Linked DNA regions of Macaca mulatta: region 2 is linked to region 1. Evidence: chromatin contacts called from public Hi-C data. All regions are on one chromosome and are shown on one strand. Each heading gives the region's core, a stretch centred on a gene start, on an enhancer-like site or on the middle of the called end of the contact. The rest is flanking DNA. Distances are from core to core; before and after follow the strand shown.

Evidence for each region. A called contact is a pair of places that touch in the nucleus more often than the background predicts.
Region 2: a Hi-C map of fetal cortex germinal zone shows a contact between it and region 1, with 2.3 times the contacts expected there. The contact joins the promoter of CSNK2A1 here to the promoter of SRXN1 in region 1. A contact is called at or near these places in 7 of 14 Hi-C or Micro-C datasets (blood, cortical neurons, fetal cortex germinal zone and 3 more).

The regions. Positions count from the first base shown.
Region 1 is chr10:83,489,256-83,493,620 of T2T-MMU8v2.0, forward strand. It overlaps SRXN1 (sulfiredoxin 1), which reads left to right and starts at 2,160. Exons shown (of 2, transcript NM_001194557.2): 1 at 2,160-2,380. The coding sequence starts at 2,171.
Region 2 is chr10:83,607,154-83,611,518 of T2T-MMU8v2.0, forward strand. CSNK2A1 (casein kinase 2 alpha 1) reads left to right here and starts at 2,363. Exons shown (of 13, transcript NM_001260877.1): 1 at 2,363-2,456.

The DNA of each region.
Region 1 (4,365 bases), core at 910-3,409:
TCAAGCGATTCTCCTGTCTCAGCCTCTGGAGTAACTGGGACTACAAACGCGTGCCACCATGCCTGGCTAATTTTGGTACTTTTGGTAGAGACAGGGTTTCACTATGTTGGCTAGGCTGGTCTCGAACTCCTGGCCTCAAGTGATTTGCTTGCCTCAGCCTTCCAAAGTGCTGGGATTACAGGTGTGAGCCACTGCACCCAGCCAGAACTGGAGTCTTTGTTCAACTGCCTCTTTACCAACCTTAGACATGCCTACCACATCTTATTATGTGAGAAAACAAACCTTCTTATTGCTTAAGCAATTTTGAATTAGGCCATAGATATCTTAACACAGAGAATTTGATACCAGGAAATGAGGTCCCCCTGAATACACCATGATGAAAGAATCAGGCCAGAGCTCCACTTTTCCACTCTAGAAACTGTTATCTTGCCATTCTTACTTCTTATAATGAGAAAGATGTTTTAGAAGGGATAACTTCCTTCTTGATGAAATTCTCTAATTTTTTTTTTTTTTTTTTTTTTTTTTTGAGACAGAGTCTCGCTTTGTCGCCCAGGCTGGAGTGCAGTGGCGGGATCTCGGCTCACTGCAAGCTCCGCCTCCCAGGTTCCCGCCATTCTCCTACCTCAGCCTCCCGAGTAGCTGGGACTACAGGCGCCCGCCACCTCACCCGGCTAGTTTTTTTGTATTTTTTTAGTAGAGACGGGGTTTCACCGCTTTAGCCAGTATGGTCTCGATCTCCTGACCTCGTGATCCGCCCGTCTCGGCCTCCCAAAGTGCTCTGGGGCTGAGGTGTGGTTGTCAGTTCTACTTCTGGAAACAAAGTATCATTTAGGTGTCCACGGGAATTATGTTTGGAAAGGGAAAGGCTCAAATCTTGGTCTCAGTGTTCTAAGGTTTTGTGAGAGACTAAGAACCCAAAATAAAAGATCTTCAACAGCAAAATGGATGTTACGCAATTCACAGAGCACTATATGAGCACTCTCCCAATTCACACAACTCTGAGTGAGGAGCAGCATTACTTCATTTTACAGACAGGATTCAGACAGTGTCAGCAACTGGCTCAAGGCAAAGTAGAAACCCCTGGCCCCCTCCTCCATGTGGAGTTTTCTCGGGCTGGCAGGGTAAGTATGCATTCCTCCATGTTCGTGCCATCCACGTGGAGAAGGAAGACAAGCAAACCAGACATGGTTGTCTTCAACCGAGTCTGGGATTGTCCACCTTCCTGCTTGGAGTTGGTGGTTAGGTGGCTCCACAGTATGGACTTGTATGACCTGACTTTCATTTCAGCTGATCTTGAACAAGCGGGTCTATAACTGCACCTACTTCCAGTAGTGTTGTAATGATACAGTGTGGAACTCGAAGGCAGGGCCCACACATTGTCAGCGCGATTCCTGAGGGCTCCGTGTGACAGTCACTGTTGCTGAACCAAGGCAACCAGCCGTGGGGCAGAGAGCGGACTCCGGAGCCAGACTATCTGGATTTGAATGCGGATTCGGCCACTTACTAACTCCATGATCTTGGGTAAATCACTTAAACCTCTGTGTCTCAGTCTCCTCTTCTGTAAAATGGGAATAACAATCATACCTTCCTTGCAGAGTTGTTTTGAGGTTTAGATAAGTCAATATTCGTGCAAAATGTTTGGAACGGCGCCAGACACAGCCAGCACCAGATTGGAAGTGGAACCGTTGGTGGGGATCATCACCTCGCTGGCTAGGAGCCCTAGCAGCGGGGCAGCAGCGCACTGCAGGATTTGCCGACTCATCCCGGCTGGGCAGGTTCGCCTCGCTCTCCGCCCCCGCCCCCGCGGCCTAAGTCACGGCGGCCGGTGCGTCACCCGCGCCCCTCCCGCCCCGCGACCTGCAAACTCACCCTGAGTCAGCCAGCCCGGGCGCTTCCACTCCCCGGACGCCGCGCGGCGGAGGGGAGGCGGGAGGCGCCCCCCGGTGGAGAGCCGGAGCCCCGCGCGAGTTCGGCTGCACCTGGCGAGCGGAGCCTGAGTCGCGGGGGGGACCGCGGGGTTGAGACCGGACCACGGCGGGGCCGGGGGAGAAACGCGCCCTGGCCCGGGCCCCCCCACCCGACCGCGCAGAATGGTACGGCCCGGCCAGAGTTAAGGCCTGAGGAGGCGGCGAGTCCCGCGGCGGCAGCGGCGACGACGGTGGCGGCGACGATGGGGCTCCGTGCTGGAGGAGCGCTGGGCAGAGCCGGCGCGGATCGGGGGGCGCCCGAGGGGCCCGGGCCGAGCGGTGGCGCGCAGGGCGGCAGCATCCACTCGGGCTGCATCGCCGCGGTACACAACGTGCCACTGAACGTGCTTATCCGGCCGCTGCCGTCCGTGCTGGACCCCGCCAAGGTGCAGAGCCTCGTGAACACTATCCGGGTGAGGCCCCGAGGAGTCCAGCCAGCTGGAGGGAGGGCTTTGGAGGGGAGGTCGCCGGAGGAGGGAGGTCGCCGCGATGGAGGCGAGACTGAGTGGTTCCGGGCTCAGCCGGAGCTTAGCATCTGCTGTGTGACCTTGAGCAAGTGGCTGGGCCTTTCTGGGCCTCTGTTTCCTCACTTGAGCAAGGAGGGAATTGGACGAGATAATTAAAGTAGTGATGATAATGCTTATAACGCTAGTGCTTGCAGTGGTCCAGGAACTGCAGGAAGTCCCTTAGTTTCCAATGCCAACCCAATGAGTACCTATGAGGTAGAGAGTGTCTCTTTTGCAAACGAGAAACTGAGGCAGGGAAGATTTCAGCGGCTTGACTAAGATCAGGCGCTTAAAAAGTGGCACGGCTAGGATTCACACCCAGGCAGCCGGCCCCCACTGCCCAGCACATGGCCACTGCACTACCCGGAGATAAGCCGTGGGTTATCATGGCTGTGACAGTCAGTGACAGTGGGACCGGGTGTGTCGTATCTGCTGGGAGGCCCTCGTCTGAATGGGAAGTGGAAGAGGTCAAGGGTCAGCTCCACCACTGAGGGAGGGTGTTAAGAATGCCGGAGTGATTCTGGCAGGTGCAAGAACAGGTGTCAGGTTAGGCCTACACGACATTGAGTCCCCTCCCCCCTGACCCTTGGAAGGCGAGCGCATGAGATCCCTAAGCCCCACCCAGCACCTCTACAGCCACCCCCGATTAACTTTCAGTCCTAGTATTTACACTGCTGTCCTCACTGCCTGGAGCCACTTCCCCCGACAACCACAGGGCCTGCCCCCCTGCCTGGTCCAGCTCTCTGCCTCCTTGATCACCCTTGGTCAGGGTCCCTCGCGTCTCTAGCTCTCCCCTTAGCCCGAGATGTTTCTCAGGATACCACTTATGTCCACCAGAAATTATATCATACATTTATTTGTGTTGCATTTTATTTTCTGTCTTCCCGACCTCTTGTGAACTCTACAAGGGCGAGGACCTTGTCCCATCTTATCTGTTGCCACAACAGTAGCACAGTGCCTGGCTGAGATGGGAAGGGATCTGCCATACACGCCCTGTCCCACCACTGGGCTTTTTCTCCTATTGAGAACCTCTTCTGTCTCTGCCTTGTTGTTTCTGACTCTTCCTCAGTCTTCCTGTCTCAGTGTCAGCATCTTCCCTGACCGTCCCTACCAGGTTAGGAGCTCTGTGGGCCTGCAGCCACCTGTGTGACCACCTGCATAGCTCTGATCTACTGGCTTTTTTTTTTTAAAGACATTGTCTCTCTCTGTCGCCCAGGCTGGGGTGCAGTGGCGCGATCTCGGCTCACTGCAACTTCTGCCTCCCAGGTTCAAGCTATTCTCCTGCCTCAGCATCCTGAGTAGCTGGGATTACAGGCACCCGCCACCACGCCTGGCTGGTTGTTGTATTTTAGTAGAGATGGGGTTTCACCATATTGGCCAGGCTGGCCTCAAACTCCAGACCTCAAGTGATCTGCCCGCCTCAACCTCCCAAAGTGCTGGGATTACAGCTCACTGGCTTTTAACGTCCTGTTTAGACACCTGCCTTCCATGCTAGAACTGTAGGCTCCAAGGGCCAGAACCAGCTCTTCCTTTGCTTACGTACACCTATATTAGTTTTCTGGGGCCACCGTAGGTTACCACAAAGTTGATGGCTTAAAACAACACAGCTTTATTTATCGTCAGAAGTCCAAAATGGGTCTTACTGGGCTAACATCAAGCAGGGCTGCACTGTTTTCTATAGGCTCTAGGGGAGAATCTATTTCCTCACCTTTCCCAGCTTCCAGATGCCACCCACACTGCGTGGCTTCTGGCCTCTTCCTCTAACCAGCAACATTAGACCAAGGCCTTCTCACATCGCATCACTCTGACCTCTTCTTCTGCTCCCTCTTCCCAGTTTTAAGGACGCTGATAATGACATTTGACCCATCTAGATAACCTTGGATAATTTCTGC
Region 2 (4,365 bases), core at 1,113-3,612, 120 kb after region 1:
GAGTTGGGTTTCAATTATGTCCTGCATGAGTATTAGGGTTGTATATGTGTGCCCAGTTGAGCCCTCTGAATGAAGTCACAGATAGAGGCCAGAACTAGGAAGAAGAATGAAGAACTAATGCTGTGAGAGAGGCTGAGATCAGAAAGGCAAGAAGGCTAAGCAATGGGAAATATCTTCATTACACTCAGATGAAAACCCAGCTTATCATTACCTGAATGCCCTGCCCACCTCTCCCACCATATTTCTTCCTCTTCTTCCCTTTATTTGCAGTGCTTCAGCCACCATGGCTTCCTTCTTCAAACTTGTGATGCTCTTTCCTGCCTTGGGATGTTTGCACTTACTGTTTCCTTCTCAAAGGGACCTTCTGAACCACTCAAGCTAAAGTTCTATACTTCACAGCTACTTATCTTTTCCTTTCATAGCACTTATTGCTACCTGAAATTACTTTGTTTATGCATTTGTTTACCTGTGCATTACTTGCTTCTCACTTTAAAAGGTGAGCTCCACCAGTAAGCACCTGGTGTATGTCTTGCTCATAACACATCCCTAGTACCTAGCACAGTGTCTGGCTCATAGCAAATGATGAATTGTTGTGAGTTAAACAAATGTGAATACAGTTGGGAAAAACAAAGCCACGAGAGCCAAAAAGATACGTTCAAGAGGTAGGTAGAAGGGTATCATTTCCTGAAAGATGACTTCCCAGAAACTTTGGGATTATCTTGTATAACCTCCTCAGTCCACAAGTGGGGAAATTGAGGCCCAGAGGTGAGGAATCACCAGTTACAGGATACTGAGAGAAAAACTGTTATGGGTTCCCAGGCAATTGGGATCAGATGTCACAAGCTGCCTAGCAGATGAGGTCCAGAGAAGGCCACAGCCACCTCCCTGAGGCCATCACGATAAGTCTGCAGCCACCACCGGCCCTAACCCCACGTGGGCAGGAGATGCCTCTTTGGGAGCAGAGGTGCTAGTCAGCTGACAAACTGTGACAGGAGGGCTGTGGAGTGTGGAGAGGCCTATTCCTGAGACAACCAGCTATTCTGAGACAGCTAGGGATAATGGTTGGTACTGAAATAACCTGGCCTCCTCACCCTCATTCCAGTGCTCACACCTCTGTCCCATCAGAGGTGAGACTAACACTTGAACTCCTTTCAGCAACTCCTAGACGCTTCAGCTTTTAGCAGGGCCTGCAAAGGAGAGGTTGATCATCAGATGGAGCTCTGTCCACTAGGGGCTCACAGTCTGATGGAGGAGACAGACTGAGGTCCTCAGGTTACTAACTGATAGTGCCTGGGTTTGAGGGAGTTCAACAGAGAGAAGACCCCAAGAGGAAAGGATCCCTGAATTAGTTCAATCAGCATACGGAAATTATCCAGTCCATGAGGTGACAGTAAGAGAAGTAACTGCCAGTGCAAAGCGAGGGAGGCAACACAGCTAAGTTCCAGGAATTGTTTGCAGTTTTAGTGGGTGGAAGCTTCCGGAATTTGAGATGAGAGTGGCAAAATAGGAGGCTGGAAAAGAGGGTTTGGCCAAATTATGGAGGACTTTGAATGTCAAGTGAAGAGTTTGGGCTATCTTTGGTGCACAAAGAGGTCCATGGGAGATTTTTGATCATGAGGAGACCATGATGAACTTTGCATGGTAGAAGGTGCTCTGTGACTGTTTTGGGGAGGTAGCTCGGGAAAGGAGAGCGGGGGTGGGAGGCAGATAGAAGGGGAAAAAACACTCTATTTTGAACGCAGAGCTCTAGGCAAGACTTCTGTAGGAGGAAGGAATTGGGCCTTGGTCTCTTGAGACCTAGTATCCTCACTTCCCAGACTCCTGCTCCATGCCCTTTCTAGGGTCCAACTTTCATTCACTTCTTCCGAACTCCAAGTGTGAATAGAAAGTGTTGCTGAAACCCTAATTTTAAACGAGGGAGTCAGAGCAAAAGGGACTTCAGCTCCCAGAATGCTTGGCTCTACAGCTCTGCAGGTCGCGCATGGTTCTTTTCAGGAAAGGAGGGGCCAGCTGGCTGAAGTGCGGGAAACCTGGGTACCGCCATATTAACTTGGATCAAACCAACTGTTCACCTAGTGGGAGGTTCGTATTCTTTCTGTTGTCATTTGTTAACACTATTGAAATAAAATGCGCGTAACTATTGCAAGTCTCCTTATTCTGCTTTGCGTTGGGAATTCCTTCCATTTTGCACCCTAGCCCAGAACTGAATCCCTAAGGCTACAATAGGACAGCCCAGCATGGCCGCACTCAGCTAGATTCCTCTGGGGGCGGAGTCGGAAGCTGTCTCGCCCCGCCTCCTGGTAGGAGGGGGTTTCCGCTTCCGGCAGCCGCGGCTGCAGCCTCGCTCTGGTCCCTGCGGCTGGCGGCCGAGCCGTGTGTCTCCTCCTCCACCGCCGCCATATTGTCTGTGTGAGCAGAGGGGAGAGCGGCCACTGCCGCTGCCGCTTCCACCACAGGTACCTTGGGAGTCGCCAGGCGAGGTCGTTGGAGGGTGGGGTGGGCGCAGGATAGGGCAGCGGAGCGCGGCCGCCACTCACGCTTCCAGCAGACTCCCGAGCGGCCCGTCGCCTTCCCCTGCCCCCACCTTCACACATACACCAACCGAGGCCCCTGCAGCCCATCTGGGAGGCCCAGGGCCACCCCCCAGGGCGGAGGGCGAGGTTTGGGGGCAGAGGCCAATGTGAGGGTGGGAATCGGCTGCCGGAGTCCAGCTTATTGCATAGGAAAGGGCCGGACTGGGTGGGGACTAGGGGACAACTTGGAGGAGGGGGTCGTCAGAGGGGGAAGGGAACTTGAGGGGTGGGGCCGCAGTGGGGTGCTGGGGGAGGGTGCGGAGGGAGTGGTGCCTGCTGGGTAGTGTGCGGTGAACCCTGCGGCGGAACTAGGCAGCTGGAGTAGGGGCCTTCTTAGGGTCCATCTGGGCGGGGCTGAGCTTCCCACCTGCAGAGTGGGTGCGAGGTGGAGAGAACCCCAGGCGGAGTTGCTGGGGAGAAAGTGGGAAGGGACCAAGACGTGGGGCAGAACGTCTAGAGTTGGAGTTAAGGACTAGTTAGGAGCCTGGATAGAAAAAGAGGTATGGAGAGAAAGCTTGGCTAAGAGTATACATATGTTGGTGACCTTTTGAAAGAGTAGGACTTTTCAATTTTGTTTTTCGTTGTGTGTTTTTGCAGTGTTGGAACACTTCTAGATTAAGCAGGTGATGGGTGGAGCTTCTGTAGTTTGTTTTGGGGAAGCAGAGTCAGGGTCAGGAGAAGTTGCATCTTGACTATTGCTTTGTGTGGAGGAAAGAGTTCTGAAAAAGAGATGGCAAATTATTTGGGAAGACTTGATTACTTTTCAACTGTTTAATTCTACGAGAATGGGATATGAGGAGAGGAAATGAAAACTAAAAAGGGAGTCTGGGCGTGGTGGCTCACGCCTGTAATCCCAACACTTGGGAGGCCGAAGCGGGTGGATCACGAGGTCAAGAGTTCGAGACCAGCCTGACCAACACGGTGAAACCCCGTCTTTACTAAAAATACAAAAATCAGCCGGGCTTGGTGGCGGTCGCCTGTAATCCCAGCTACTCAGGAGGCTGAAGCAGGAGAATCGCTTGAACCTGGGAGGCGGAGGTGGCAGTGAGCTGAGATTTGCCAGTGCACTCCAGCCTGGGCGACAGAGCGAGACTCCGTCTCAAAAAAAAAAAAAAAAAAAAGAAAAGAAAACTAAGAAGGGAAGATTTTTCCAAGAATTGGAGACTTTATGCCATCTAAGGAGTGCAGTATAGGCCCAGTGATTAAAAACCACACTGCCTAGGTTGTCAGATATCAGGGCCATTGCGACTTAGTTGTGACCTAAACTCTCTAAGCCTGTTTTCCCGTCTGTAAAAGGGGGATGATGGTATCTTCTAGCTTGTGAGTTTATGGAGAGGAGTAAATAAGACAATTTGTGTCAAGTGCTTACTACAGTGTCTGGCAGGTAGTAAGTGTAGTAAGTAGCTTTTACCTGTCACTGTAAAGGGACTAGCTGGTATATTGGGGGCTCTTCTGTTCTAGGTAAAATTTATAGTCAAGAATTTGACTGTAGACAGGGCTTTAGAATATTACCTTTGTAGTTGTAGGTTTTTGTTGTAAGTATTTGGCTTTACTGGCTTGGTGAACCTGGGGCTGAAAGTCCAGTACCAATACTAGTTCTCCTCTGTGGTATTCTCAAAAGTTCACCTGCAGTCTTAGCAGGGCATGTTTTTGTCCTTCTGTGACTTTGAAATTTTTGGCTTTGGTTTGCTATTGGGGGAGGGTGTATGACTTGAATGAAAGATTGGAAATTTGCTTAGATTGATTAATCAATTCATTACAAAGTTAGGTCCCCCTGAGGTGACTTTTCTTT